2 separate regions of the Arachis hypogaea genome follow, and region 1 is linked to region 2. Evidence: chromatin contacts called from public Hi-C data. All regions are on one chromosome and are shown on one strand. The core of a region is the stretch at or near the end of the contact, and the rest is flanking DNA. Distances in the headings are between cores, read along the strand shown.

Evidence for each region. Hi-C and Micro-C count contacts between places; a contact is called where the count stands out from the background.
Region 1: a Hi-C map of leaf shows a contact between it and region 2, with 2.3 times the contacts expected there. The contact joins the promoter of LOC112697146 here to the promoter of LOC112697144 in region 2. A contact is called at or near these places in 2 of 8 Hi-C or Micro-C datasets (leaf and an unstated tissue).

Annotation. Positions count from the first base shown.
Region 1 is chr6:100,719,392-100,726,466 of arahy.Tifrunner.gnm2.J5K5, reverse strand. LOC112697146 (glycerophosphodiester phosphodiesterase GDPD1, chloroplastic) reads left to right here and starts at 2,421. Exons shown (of 7, transcript XM_025750192.3): 1 at 2,421-2,880; 2 at 2,961-3,139; 3 at 3,722-3,781; 4 at 3,874-4,155; 5 at 4,552-4,647; 6 at 4,748-4,944; 7 at 5,035-5,599. The coding sequence starts at 2,784. The coding sequence ends at 5,284.
Region 2 is chr6:100,511,128-100,517,967 of arahy.Tifrunner.gnm2.J5K5, reverse strand. It overlaps LOC112697144 (NAC domain-containing protein 83), which reads left to right and starts at 2,857. Exons shown (of 3, transcript XM_025750191.3): 1 at 2,857-3,287; 2 at 3,572-3,828; 3 at 3,966-4,433. The coding sequence starts at 2,936. The coding sequence ends at 4,178.

The sequences.
Region 1 (7,075 bases), core at 1,172-3,671, 210 kb before region 2:
TTTATATATTTTATTTTATTCTCAATTTAGTGATTCTTATTATTTATTTGTTTATCTTTTGTCCTATTTTATTATATATAATATGTTACATATAAATTTTAAAATTAATTAATTAATTTACTAATTTATAATATATATATTATTTTTAGAAATAATAATAAAAAATATTTTAAAAAATATGTTTCGTTCTATTTTATTATATGTAATTTTATTTTATTTTTGTATTCGAATAATTGATATGTACGCTTAATTTTTTAAATTTCGATTAATATATCTTTTAATAATAATATATATTATTTTTGTCTTTAATATAAATTTTTTGAATCTGTTACTGTTAATAAATACTTTAAAACTTGTCTCCACAAATGTGACTTCTCATTTAAATATTTGCTTGAATAAAAAACATCATCAGGGACAAAAAAAAAAAAATTTGCATCATTGTGCGACTTCTCGGATATATTGGAAAAATACCTTCAAAATTAATGTGAAAATATAGAAAAATGATCTTACGATAATCTTTGAGGCTATGTTTGGTTGAAAGGAAAGAAATAGAGAGGAAAGAAATAGAAAGGAAAGAAAAGAAAGGAAAGAAATTGAGTGGATTTTTATTTTCTTTAGATGTGTTTGGTTGGAAGGAAAATAAGAAAGAAAGAAATGTTATAAAAAGACAATCTTATCCCTATATTATAATATATATTAAAAAAAGTGAAGGGGTAGTATTGGAAGTAGAGAGGGAAACATTAGTTTTCTCTCCATTTTCTTTCCAATGTTGGAGAGAAAAGAAATTGGTGGGCCCCACCACTTTTTTTTCCATCCATTTTCTTTTCCCTCAATTTTCTTCTCCAACTAAACAATGAAAAATAATCATTTTCCTTCTTATTTTCTTTCCTCACTTTTCTTTCCTTCCATTTTCCACTCAAACAAACATAGTGTGACTAAACCATGTTTCCTTCAATAAACGTTGCTATTGAATGACATGTAACTAATTATGAACACATTAAATATCAGACGCTTAAGTTTTGGAGACTAATTCAGAATATTTCTTAAAAGGAAAAAAATTCATTGACAGATATCATATATGATATCGATCGCAGTTTTCAAAAAGAAAAAAAAAAAAAAGAAAATACAAAGAAGCTGCACATTCGTTGTAGAATCTTCTGGTTATCTCCATGAAACTATTATTATTACCTTTAAAGTGAACGTTACTGTGATGAGTCATTCTAGTATAAGTAGTGGTAGTAAATGAATCGAAACCAGCTGAATGATCCGCATTACGTGTTATAAAGGCGGGTTGATGATTATGTTTATTATATATTTAGAATTATAAAAATTTTAATATTATGAATTTAGAAATTAAATTTTTTTATGTTTTTAAAAATTATAAATTTATTAAAATGATTATAAAATTATATATATTATTTAATATTTAATGATTTAGTAATTAAAAAATTAATAAAAAAAATTGTCAAATTTAGTCTGTCAATCTATTAATGTAATTGTTGTTAAACGAAATTGGAGAGAAATTTAAAATCGTCTCACTAGACGTGATGAGCGAATTAATCTATCAGATAGCAGGTTTTTGGCGGATAAAACAGAACGAGACGAACTCATCTATTTGTCACCCTTAAATACAATATTAGTCTGTTCTTAAAGTATTTAATTAATCAAATACAACATATTTATGATTTTTTTAGAATAGACTTCAAAATTAAATCTTTTAAATAACTTGATAAATTTGAATTACATTAAAATTAGTGATCTTGAGTCTAGAATCTAGACTATAGTGAAAAATATAGTTTAAAATTTTCATTTTTTATTTTAATTATATTAGGTATAAGTATACATTTAAATTAGCCACAAATACAAATAACACTTATATTGAATTTTAGTAAAAAAATTAATCTATTAATATGATTAGAATGAAATCTTAATCATATTTTATCTTATCTATTACTATCTTTAACTATTAATATCAACTATATATTAAAATATAAATATATATTAAAAATAAATTATATTTAGACCGTCTAACTTAAAAAAAGATACATTTTCTTGACAACATAGAAATAACATATATAATATTCTAGAACAATTTAATTAAGCATTACATATATATGAGGTGCAAGTTATAATTGTTTTAAAAACTTTTAAATTTAACCACAATGATTAGATAGTACGTGTTAACGTTAATTTACTTTCATTTAATTTATAAAAGAGTAACTAATTTTAAAAATAAGAAAAAAGTAACTCAGTAAGTTTTTTATGTTTTTAATCCTATCGCTTTTAACAAAATTTTCATCCTGTTTAGATAAAATTATCTAACAAATCACGCATTACAAGTCAGGCAGTGGCTAAATTAGAATAGGGGAAAGATGAAATAAATGCATATATTCACTCCTTGTTAGTAAAAAACTAAATAAAAACCAAAAAACAAAATTTTAATTGATAACAGACAAGTCACGGTCCAAAAAAGCAACCTAACGAAACGAAAAATAAAAAAAGTAGGGTCGTTGGATAGGAATATCCAAAGAGCATATGACATAAGGAACGAAGAATATTCGGCGCGAAGATCCCGTCTATGTTATTTCCAAAGCATTCATTCAATCTTCGCAAGCAATAAATACCACCCCCATCCATTCTTTGAATCAAAGCGACAAGAAATAACAAACCTCTCTGCGAAATTTCCCTGCATCACTCTCCTCTTCCCTTCTTTTTTTTTTTCTTTTTCTTTTTCCCTTTCTATTCTTTCTATTCTTTCTTTCTTTCTCTCTCTTAATTCTCTAATGGCTCTCAAGGCCGTTCACGTCTCCGACGTCCCTTCCCTCGATCACGTCACAGAGAATGCCTCTTTGACCGCCTACGCCACCCGCTTCTCCAACGGTATATATTATCAATATTAATTAATTTTCATAATTAGAAGCATCATTATATTGATTAATTTTATAATGCTATCTGTGTAGTGGAGATGAATCGGAGTGAGTTGAAGATGCCGAAGTTTGTGGTGGTAGGGCACAGGGGACACGGCATGAACCAGTTGCAGTCGTCGGATCGGAGAATGAGAGCCATCAAGGAGAACTCAATCATGTCCTTCAACGCCGCTGCTGCTTTCCCTCTCGATTTCATCGAATTCGACGTTCAGGTACCTCTTTTTCTTTCTATTTTTGGTTTTTTCTTTTCTTAATTTCGAAATTAAAAAAAGGAATGGATGAAATTCAACCCTGTGTTCTCGTGTTTTCTTTTTTTCTCTATCTTTCTTTCTTTTTCCGGTGCCGCGCGAGCGGGGAACGAAACGACGCTCCCTCGCCGCGTTTTTCTCCAATTTAATATAACACATGCCACTCGTTTTCTTTATTTCCCGTTTTGCCCCTGCATTTTTCGCATCGTGGCATTTCCTGGAAAATAGGCCAGATTTATTATTTCTTGTCTTTTCTACAAAGAAACTACTGAAAGAAAAAGACGAATATACTTTTGTTTGTTTTTTTCCTTTTTTTTCTTTTCCGTGCGGTGTGGTATGGGTTTTGTGCTCTATCGTTTTCTATTAATCAGGTGGATCGGTACTGATTGGCTGCTTGTTTGTTTGTTTTTGTGTCCCCACTTTCGTGTGGGGATTTTTTTTCTTTTAAAATATAAAAATTTGACTTGGCTTAAGAAGTTGAAGCTGAAATGAAGAACGAAAAAAAAAAAAAAAAACAAAAGTTAAAGCGGAAATGTGTTTTTGTAGGTGACAAAAGATGACTACCCGGTCATTTTCCACGACGACTTCATCTTTTCCGAAGAGAACGTAAGTTCTCCATTTTCCCGTTCTCCATTATCTATTTATATCTTTATATTGTTATTATTTTGAATAGTTGTGACTCTTAAACTTTTTCTCAGGGTAATGTGTTTCAGACGAGAATGACGGATCTAACCCTCTCTGAGTTCCTTTCGTACGGTCCTCAAAGAGAGGCTGGAAAGGAAGGGAAAAAGTTGCTGAGGAAAACAAAGGAGGGTAATATACTCAAGTGGGACGTTGAAAAGGATGACCCACTCTGCACTCTCGAGGAAGCTTTTGTCAACGTTAAACCCTCTATAGGTTTCAACGTTGAGCTTAAGTTCGATGACCACATTGTTTACCAGCAAGATCATCTTGTCCATGTCCTTCAGGCTGTCTTGAAGGTATATATATATATATATATATATATATATATATATATATATATATTAAATAATTACTAACTAACTAGTTTGACCCTCTGAAAAATTGCTTCCGAGTTGGTCGCTAAAAACATTGATAATTATTCACCAAAAACGACTAGTGTTTTTTTTTTCTTGTCCAAAAGAGTACATTGACAAAGACAGAAGTAATAATACTTAGAATGATTATGAAAGTCCCTTATAAGAATTTCACAAAACCTATTCTAAAGCTCTAGCCACTCATGTAAACTCCATGTCGACTCAAGTAGTACTTTGTCACGCTGAATTTTGCCAATCTTTAAACCGGTTTTACCTCAGTTGCTCTTTGATTAAAGGAAGTATGGAACAAATTATAATAAGCTCTGAACGGTTGTGCAGATTGTGTTTGAACATGCCAAGGACAGGCCTATCATATTCTCTACTTTTCAGCCAGATGCTGCAATACTTGTTCGTAAATTGCAAAGCACCTACCCTGTAAGCCCTCTTGATATTCTCATTGTACTTAAGAATTTTTTTTTCCTTTACCTTTTGACATGTTTTTTGATTGGATTTTAATCTGATGATTATGTGTCAGGTATTCTTCTTGACTAACGGAGGATGTGAAATCTATGAGGATGTGAGAAGGAATTCTTTAGAGGAGGCCCTGAAGCTCTGCTTGGAGAATGATTTGCAAGGAATTGTCTCTGAGATCAAAGGGGTTTTCAGGAACCCCGGAGTCGTAAGCAAGATCAAGGAGTCCTCGCTTTGCCTTCTTACTTACGGAAAACTAAAGTATGCTAATTACGATTCTGCGGTTTTGCCTTTGTTTTTACTTCCTGTTCTTGTTCTCACATTATTTTTGTTCAATGTAATTTTCTGCAGCAATGTTCCTGAGGCAGTCTACATGCAACATCTTATGGGAATTGATGGGGTGATTGTTGATCTGGTGAAAGAAATAACAGAGGCCGTTGCGAATATGATAAAGCCAGTGAGCAACAATGCGGTGGGTGGCGAAGAGGGCTTGGCTGAAATAGAAGGGATGGGGAAGTTGCAGGTGAAGTCAAATCCTAAATTCTCGCAGGAGGAAATGTCTTTTCTCTTCAAGCTGATTCCACAGTTGTTGCAGATTTGAAGAGAGATTATGGTCCTTTCATACATACAGATAGTCTAGGAGTCACTACTTACTTTACCTTGGGTCGCTTTTTTCCCCTTTTCATTTTGGTTATAACAAAAATACACAAATGGGGGTTTGAGAGGAGATTTAAGCAAATTGTATATATTTCTTCTTAATGTGTATGTAAAAGTGATTGCTTGATGGCTCTCTTCTTTCAGAAACCGTAGTTGTCAGCTTCCCTTCATTGTGTCCATATAACGTACTTACATTTCAACATTACATGATGTATGTATGTACATTTTAATGGAGAAATATGGAAACTTTTATGTGCCATACATGTTTTCCCAATCAGATTACTTTTCTTTACATTGTTTGGATATATGGTTAGTGTTAGGATGGCGCCTTAAATTGTTTCTTGTTCACCGCCATGGGCCATTACAGCTTTGTAGATGCTAAGGGATGTTAAGGACATGTCTCCAAAATGAAGAATGAACAATACGTTTCTGAAATTTCCAATAATTAAAAAAATCTTTTAAAATTCTGCTTACAGTAAAACTTAACAAGAAGCAAACGGCATGCGTACTACTGCCAGATCCTCTGTCGGCATCAAAATAAACAAAATTGCAAAATACAAAAGCGGTTAGGAAAAGATGCCACATTTCTTGGGGCAGTAGTGGTTGAAGTTTGGTGTTACGAGCGATTATGATGATGCACCTGTGTTTTATTGGCATATTGGAATAAAGTAAAAATAGCTGTCTGCGATTTGTAGGTAGCAGGAGGAGGACCAAAAAAAGGGTGATTATTACATGGCTGAAAAAAAAAAATTTTTCAAAAAGAAGAAAAGAGGGAGGCGACATGACGGATGGTGAGGGTGATTTGTTAGGAAAAAATAAAAAATTTGAATCTACTACAAATAAGGACTCAAGGTCAAGGATCAAGGCTTTATATTCTTTTTGTTGTTCCTCCTATTCTTCTTCTCTATTTTTGTTTTTCTGATATATTTGTTGTTTTCGTATTTTATTTAATAAAATTAATAAAACAATAAGTGATAGAGTTAGTTTTAACATATATTATAATGATCAAATTTAATTTCAGACATCTAAAAGAGTAAAATTTATGTATAAAAATTCTTGTGAATTTGTTGTTTGATATTTATATAGTTTAAATCAGCATGTGAAGCATTACTTTAACTACAAATCAAGCAAAATAATGTCTAATAAGTCAAATTTAACATAATTCAATTTACCATAATAAAGTCCCTGAAGTGACAAACTACAATAAGAATAAAGTTGAATATAATTCATGAATATAAAGATGATACAAAAAACAACATAGTCCTAACAATGTCAAACCAAACCAGGAGATACTACTTGCTAATTTTTTTTTTTTTTCACAGCCTTTGTCATACTCTTCATATTTTTCCAACATTCTTTTTAATTGTTGCTGTGGTAAAGTGGTTACGGCGTCATCGTGGAGGATTAGTCCGTAAATCGTAACTCTTATCATGAGCACATGCAATACCTATGCAATGAAACACAACAATAATGACATCACTATAAAATTATACCTACATAAAGTTAAAGCAGGTAAGAATATCTGTTGCGGGTGTACATGCATCCTCCACATCCCATCATGATCATGATCATCTTCATGTGTTGTCGTCATCATCATCATTATTATCATCATTGTCATCCTCTCTGTCACGGGTGCATTCATTAGGGTGCGTATAAAGGCATTTGCCTCTGACTCCTCGATCTTTAACTCGACCTCTTCCTGAATTGTCGTTACAACTGTGTTAAGATCCAAACG
Region 2 (6,840 bases), core at 1,608-4,107:
TTATTCAAGTTAAAAAAAATTTATGTATTACACAACTAAATTTTTTGCATTTTTCAACTAAAATTTTGTGTATTTTTCTTTTTCATTATTTCACTCAAAAATTTATACAATTTAAAATAATTTTTGCATTATCCAACTAAAATTTAAGTATGTTTTTATAATTTCTTATAACAAACATAGAAATATTTAGGAAAAAATATTTAAAATTAAACACAAAAATTTATAGACGAAAAACACAAAAAATACTTTTTATTTTATTTTCATCTCAAATTTTTTCCCCATCTTTTTTTTTTCTTCTTGTTTGTTTCTCTCGTGAATAAAAAACAAAAAGAGGTAGAAAATACAAAATTTATATATATAAAATTATAATAACAACATCAGAAAAAGAAATTAAAAAAATAAAGTAACAAGTAAAAAAATTGTGTGATTTAGTTGGACTAATTTAATTGAATCTGGATACCAAAAAGATTTATTAAGATTACACTAAATTTAACTATTAATTTGGTCCTAAAAAAATTCAACCGCCAACAAAAAGTCTTTAAAAAATATTATCAACAAAACAGTTCTTGAATGATTCGAAAATAAATAAATAATAATTATTATATTTTTGTAAGTGACAAAAAATTTTTATATTTAACAAACAATTTATTCATTTGATTTAAATTTTTGTGATAATATTTAAATAAATATTTAGAAAGTAAAAAAAATCAGAGCAAAATTTGTTCTGAAATTCTTTTTTTATTTTTAAAAAATATGATAATTCAAAATATTTTTTAAAAAAATTCATTTAACATAAAATTATCAAATTTAAAAATAAAATATTTTATTTTTCTAATAATAATTACAAAAATTTGTATCAAAATATAATCTCTAAAATTTTTTTTTAGTATATATATTTGATATCTAGTTTTTTTGTTGTATTTTAAAATCTTTCGAGAACTTATTTATTATTAGCATTTTTTGGGATTCTTTTTGTCAGCGATAAAAACTTTCGAGTATTATTTTGCTAATTTACTCTATAGCACTACTATAAGAGAAATGTTAGGTGCATGAGAATTTATTATTTTTAAAGGATAAAGTATTAAATTGGTCTCCTATATTTGGGCATAATCCTGTTTTAGTCCTTAAGATTTAAAGTATCTTATTTGAATAAAAAAAATCATTTAGCTTCAATGTAGTCTCATTGTGAGGTCAAAGTTAAATAATTAACAAAATATCCTGCATGACAGTTGTACAATAACAAGGTCGATAATTTGGGCTGCGTTTGTTTCTGAGAGCAGGACAAGACAATACACTGAGAACAAGACACAAAGAACAGAGACACAAAATTTTGTGTTCTTGTATCTTGTTTGGTGATAAACTAAAATAAATTATGAAAATCAAATTTATTCTCGTTTTTTTTCATTCAAAAAATTTGAGACGAAAATTATAATAATAAAAAATATAATTATAAAAAATTAACAAGGATAATGAAAGAAAAAATGAAAAATAAGTTGTGTCCTTTGTTAGTGTCTCCTTGTCCTTCCTGTTAGGATGGACACAAAATACACTAATTCAGTATCTCTGGACACATTGTCTCTGCCTCCTCTGTCAAACACAATTTTGTGTCTCTATGTCCCTGTTTTAGTATCTGTCTCTATAAATAAACGCAGCCCTGGAGAACAAATACGAGCTCCAAAAACACAAAATTAACCGTGGATGCATCAATATATTGATTTATCATTCTCCTTAATTCTATAGAAAATATTTCATTTAAATTGTAAGAAGAATGATAAATAAATGTATTGATGTATGGTTGATTTTGTGCATCTGAAGTTTGTATTTGTTCTCAATATTATCAACCTTGTTCTTGTACTGTTGTCATGTAGGACATTCTATTAATTATTTAACTTTAACTTTACGGTGAGACTATATTAAAGTTAAATGAAATTTTTTGGATTCAAATAAGACATTTTAAATTTTGGTTTTCTAAATTGAGAAGAGAGAGGCAACTGTGTTAGGAGATGGATTATGTTCACATTTCTGATTCAGATATCAGGATCTTGGACCTTTGGTCATCTGGACAGTGGAACCTTGAGAATATATATTCTCCTCTGAATCAGTCTCTGCAGAGCAACATTAACTCTTACAACCCGGATGTTCAAGCTGGTTTAGAGGTCGGTTGGTGTTGGACTGGTGCGGCTTCAAAGGTTTATGATGCTCGTAGTGGTTATTTATGGCTCAGTAAGATGTTTACTTGGGAGGATAGAGGTAATTAGCTTTGGCTTTAGCGTCAACATGTTTCAGAAAAGTACAAATTTTTGGCCTGGCTATGTCTTCGGGAGGCTCTTTCTACTGCTGCATTTTATTTTAGGAGGCGCATTTCGAACATGGATAGTTGTCCACGATGTTTCTCAGGTCAGGAATCGGTTTTATATTGTATTCGGGATTGTCCAAAAACCCAATTAGTTTGGCAAACTTTAGGGATTTCCGATCAACCAGTGAATTTAATGAGTTGGTTCTTACATAATAGCAAACAGCGTCCCTTTAGATTCTTTTCTGGTCTCTGGTGGATTTGGCGTTCGAGGAACAACGAGATCTTTCATTCTCACGAGCATTGGACCATAAATAAAGTGATTGGTATGACTTTGTCCTTAAAAAAGAATTTTCAAAATATTTTTGAGTTGTAACGACTGTCTATCTCATTCATTATTAGTGGCTCTTAAATTCTCCTATCAATAAATACTTTTAAGATTAACAGAAGAAAGAGAATAAATCATAATAGAAGTCCACAGTGCTATAAGCCAATAAATCATAATAGAAGAGAGAGAGAATAAAATTAAAAGCAGATAAAAGGTCCCTTAGAAAGTCAAACAAGGAATTAAGGATATTGCTGGGTCATAATTGGAGTTATGATCCTTCCACTTTTGCCTCTTTCTCTCTTTGATAGCACTGCATGTCTTGTATCTATAAATTAACCCACACCCACTTTTCTCTGTCCTCACACATAAAACAACACTGCTCTTTGTCTCATCCTTCAAATCCCTCTATCTTCTTCTTCCAAAGGGGAGTTCCACTCAAACCCCCCTTCTTCTTCTTCTTCTTCTTCTTCTTTGAGATGGATAACAGGTTGGCCACAAACTCCTCTTATGCTTCTCTTAGATTGCCCGTTGGCTACAGATTCTGCCCCTCTGACGAGGTTTTTGTCTCTTGCTACCTCAAAAACAAGGCCCTTTCAAAAACATTGGATTTTGATGTTGTTCCTGTCTTCGATGTCTTCAACACTGAGCCCAAGAATCTCCCTTCAGGTTCGTGTAAATTAATATATATATTTAAATAATATTTTCCAGTTCTTTATGTATTTATTTATTTCAATATTAAATCTTCTATGACAGTGTTGTTTATGGTTACCTCGTTAATAATCAGTATTTTCACACTCATTAAAAATTAAAAAAAGAAATTACGTGATCAACATTTTCTTAAATTAATTCTTAATTTTTTATTACCGTTAGTCCTTTCTTGAGCCCTTAAACCTGAATGAATTTTTTTACTTTTGTGGTCTCTTTTTCCAATTTAATTATTTGTTTTTCAGGAGGAAAGGTGTTTCTGGAGACAAAGTACTTTTACTTTGATCTGAAAGAGCGTGTGTTTGAAGACAATAACAAGATTGAAGCAGGGAAAGGGCACTGGAAAAGGGTGGGGAAAGGGAATCAGGAGCTTCTAAATAACAACAACAAACTCATTGGGTTCAAGACCAAGTTTGTTTTTTGGAGGAAGAAGAACCGCACTCAATTTCTTAAAACTAAGTGGGTTATGTTTGAGTTCCGTGTTTTTCTCAACCCCTCTCAGGTAATTCATTTCTTTAGAAGATAGAATCTAAATGCAAAATGAAAGATCATGTTGCCATATACTATGCCACATTATCTTATCTGAATAATTATTTTGGTATATATTTCATATTCATAACATGTGGTTTTTGGAAACAGATAATGTCATCATGGGCTGGCTACAAAATATATCTGAAGAAGGATAAGAGGAGGAACAAGAAGGCAAAGTTTTCTTGCGAGGAAAGCAGTGATGATGATGAAGAAGAAGAAGCAGAAAGAGCAAGTGAAGTAAATTTTGCAGATGAGATAAGTGGAATTAACACAGGACCTCTTTCACCAACTTCATCTAATGAATCCTCTGTTACAAATTAATTATTAGAGCAGCAAAAATTGTTCAAATGAGTTAGGAAATTCAATAGGAGTTGCTTGCAGCATAGGTCTTTTAATTTACTAGTATGAGAAAAATCATTTAGAGCCCTTTGGATACCCATTAACAACTTTTTTTTTTTCCTTTTTAGTCATTAGAGATTAGGCAAATGAGAATTGTATATGGGCGTTTATTTTGTGATCAAGGGCTCTAACATTTGGTGGTGGTTATAATAATAATAAGAAGCAACTTGTTCATAATTTTATTAGTAGTACTCTTCGCAAATATATATGCTTTAATTTATTTGCTACCATTTTATAGTCTTTTATTTTTTGCAATTATAAATATGACTGCAACTACAATTTAAAATCATGATGTTATGCGTTTTTGTTCAAGTCAAGAATAATTATAATGACAGGGTGAAAGTAAAAAGGTCATTATAAATTTATGCTCGGAATTCTTTCTAGCTTTTGTTCCTCAGAAGGCTAATGATTTTTGTTGGAAAAGAAAAAAAGGAGAAAAGGTAAAAAAAAAAATCCAAAGTGTAATAATAAACGAAGGAATACATGCAAAAGGGAGGCATCCAATGAAAGTAGGGAAAAGGGTTCTGTATTATCTAATCATGAACTTTATGAAAATAAATGAATGAATAAAATGAGTGATGCCATATGAGTAAGCAAGCACACAATTAATTAAGCATCACCACAAGGATGTTAGTGTGGCTTAATTTTTTTTTAATTTCAAGAAATACAATTTGTTTATTAAGGTTAATTAGATATAAACTTTATCTATTTTTTATTTAATTTCTTTAGTATATTTAAGTTTAAGTTGATATCTCAGATACTAATTTGAATGTAACATTTTTGTTTTGAGCGCATCCGCACATGAATTTGATTCGAATCCTTCTTTCAATAGGAGAACTCAATACCCCATTCATAAAATTCTTTCTTTTTGAGTATAAAAAAAATATAAATGAAAAAGAAAAAAGAAAAAGGGGAGAGATATTCTACTTTATATGGAAGTGAGGATGAAAAGGAGAGAAGATAGATATATATGTAAAAAATCGTTGAGTATTTATGGTTAAGGAAGGAATAAAATATAGGGTAAATCTTTTATATAGAATTATAGATTAGTGTTGATACGCCATCAGCATGTGTTTTATATCCGGCCAATCAATTAGATAACATCATATGTATTTATTATATTTAAAGGGATCATTCTAAAATTTGAACACTTCATCTTTTGAATCAAAGACATTAATTATTAGAAATTATTTTAAAGAAAATATTTGTAGTGAAATAAGGGTTGATAGATCATAGACTTAAATATGCAAGAGACATTTATAAGATCTGAACCAGTTTCAATAATATAATGACATGCATAATTTATATTGAATATTTTGTGTTAAAGAACCTTAACTCCAACAGTGTAAAAGCCATTAAAATTAAGTTTTTTTTTTTTTTAAAGTAAATAGCTTATGTATCACTCTTGCAGACAATTGTATTTGATTTGTATTTTTTATTTTCTGTTTCTATTTTTAGTATTTTTTTGTTTTTATAATTTAAAAAAAAATAACTGTGAAAATAAAAAAAATATTTTATTATTTTTTATTGCTTTTTTTTTAAATAAAAACAATTGAACCAAACGCAGCTAAAGTATTCTAGGTAATGCGAACTAATAATAATCGGTGGCTTAAAAATTATTAGTAATTATTGGATTAAATTTGTATTGATTTCTACTAGCGGACTATATAATACTCCATTATTGTTTCTTGATGCATTGCACTGAATAAAAATTGGATGTGATAAGAGAATATTTGAAATATAAAACTTGGCGTTTGTTGAGTTAGCAAAGTGAACAAGGAACAAAAAAGAAAAATAAAATTGTGTTGGTTGAGTAGAAGGGAACAATAAGCCACAAAACATTTCTATAATAATGGTTCTCTTCCAAGCTTGGATAACGCAACCCCTACCTATGCTTCTATAGAATAAGATTCTTGTCTAACTAAATCTCTATGCTGTCCACGTTTTACAAATTAAATTAGCTCTTTAATAATAATAATAATAATAATAATAATAATAATAATAATAATAATAATAAATGTTATTTTTAGTCTCAAATTATTTATCTGAATGTTAAAGTGTTTTTTTTTTTATAATTTATCTATAACTAATTTTTACCATTTGAATAATTAATTAAATGTTTTTTTTTACTATAGTCTAAAAAATCCTGATACATTAATATATTATCGTTTAAACTAGTTACTTAAATCGTTTAAAATTGATTAAAATTTTTTTGAATTGTGAAAAATCTCTTTATTATTCAGACAAATAGTAAGGTATCAAAAATAATATTTACTCTTTTTTATTATTTTTAAAATTAAGGAATAAAGATATAGAATATTAACGAGTAATGACAATCATGGCAATATAAATCCATACTTTATTACAAAACTATATCGTAACATGCTTAAAAAGAAATGGGAATATTTACAAATAACCGAAGATATGGAGATTCCATCAACTTCTTTCAAAATGAATCTCATTCCTACAACAAGTGATGCTGGACCACATTGGATATTTATAAATATTTTTTCAATGGTATAGTGAACAATTAAGCTATACTATAATATTGCTATAAAACTTAATTTTTACCTACAATTGATGT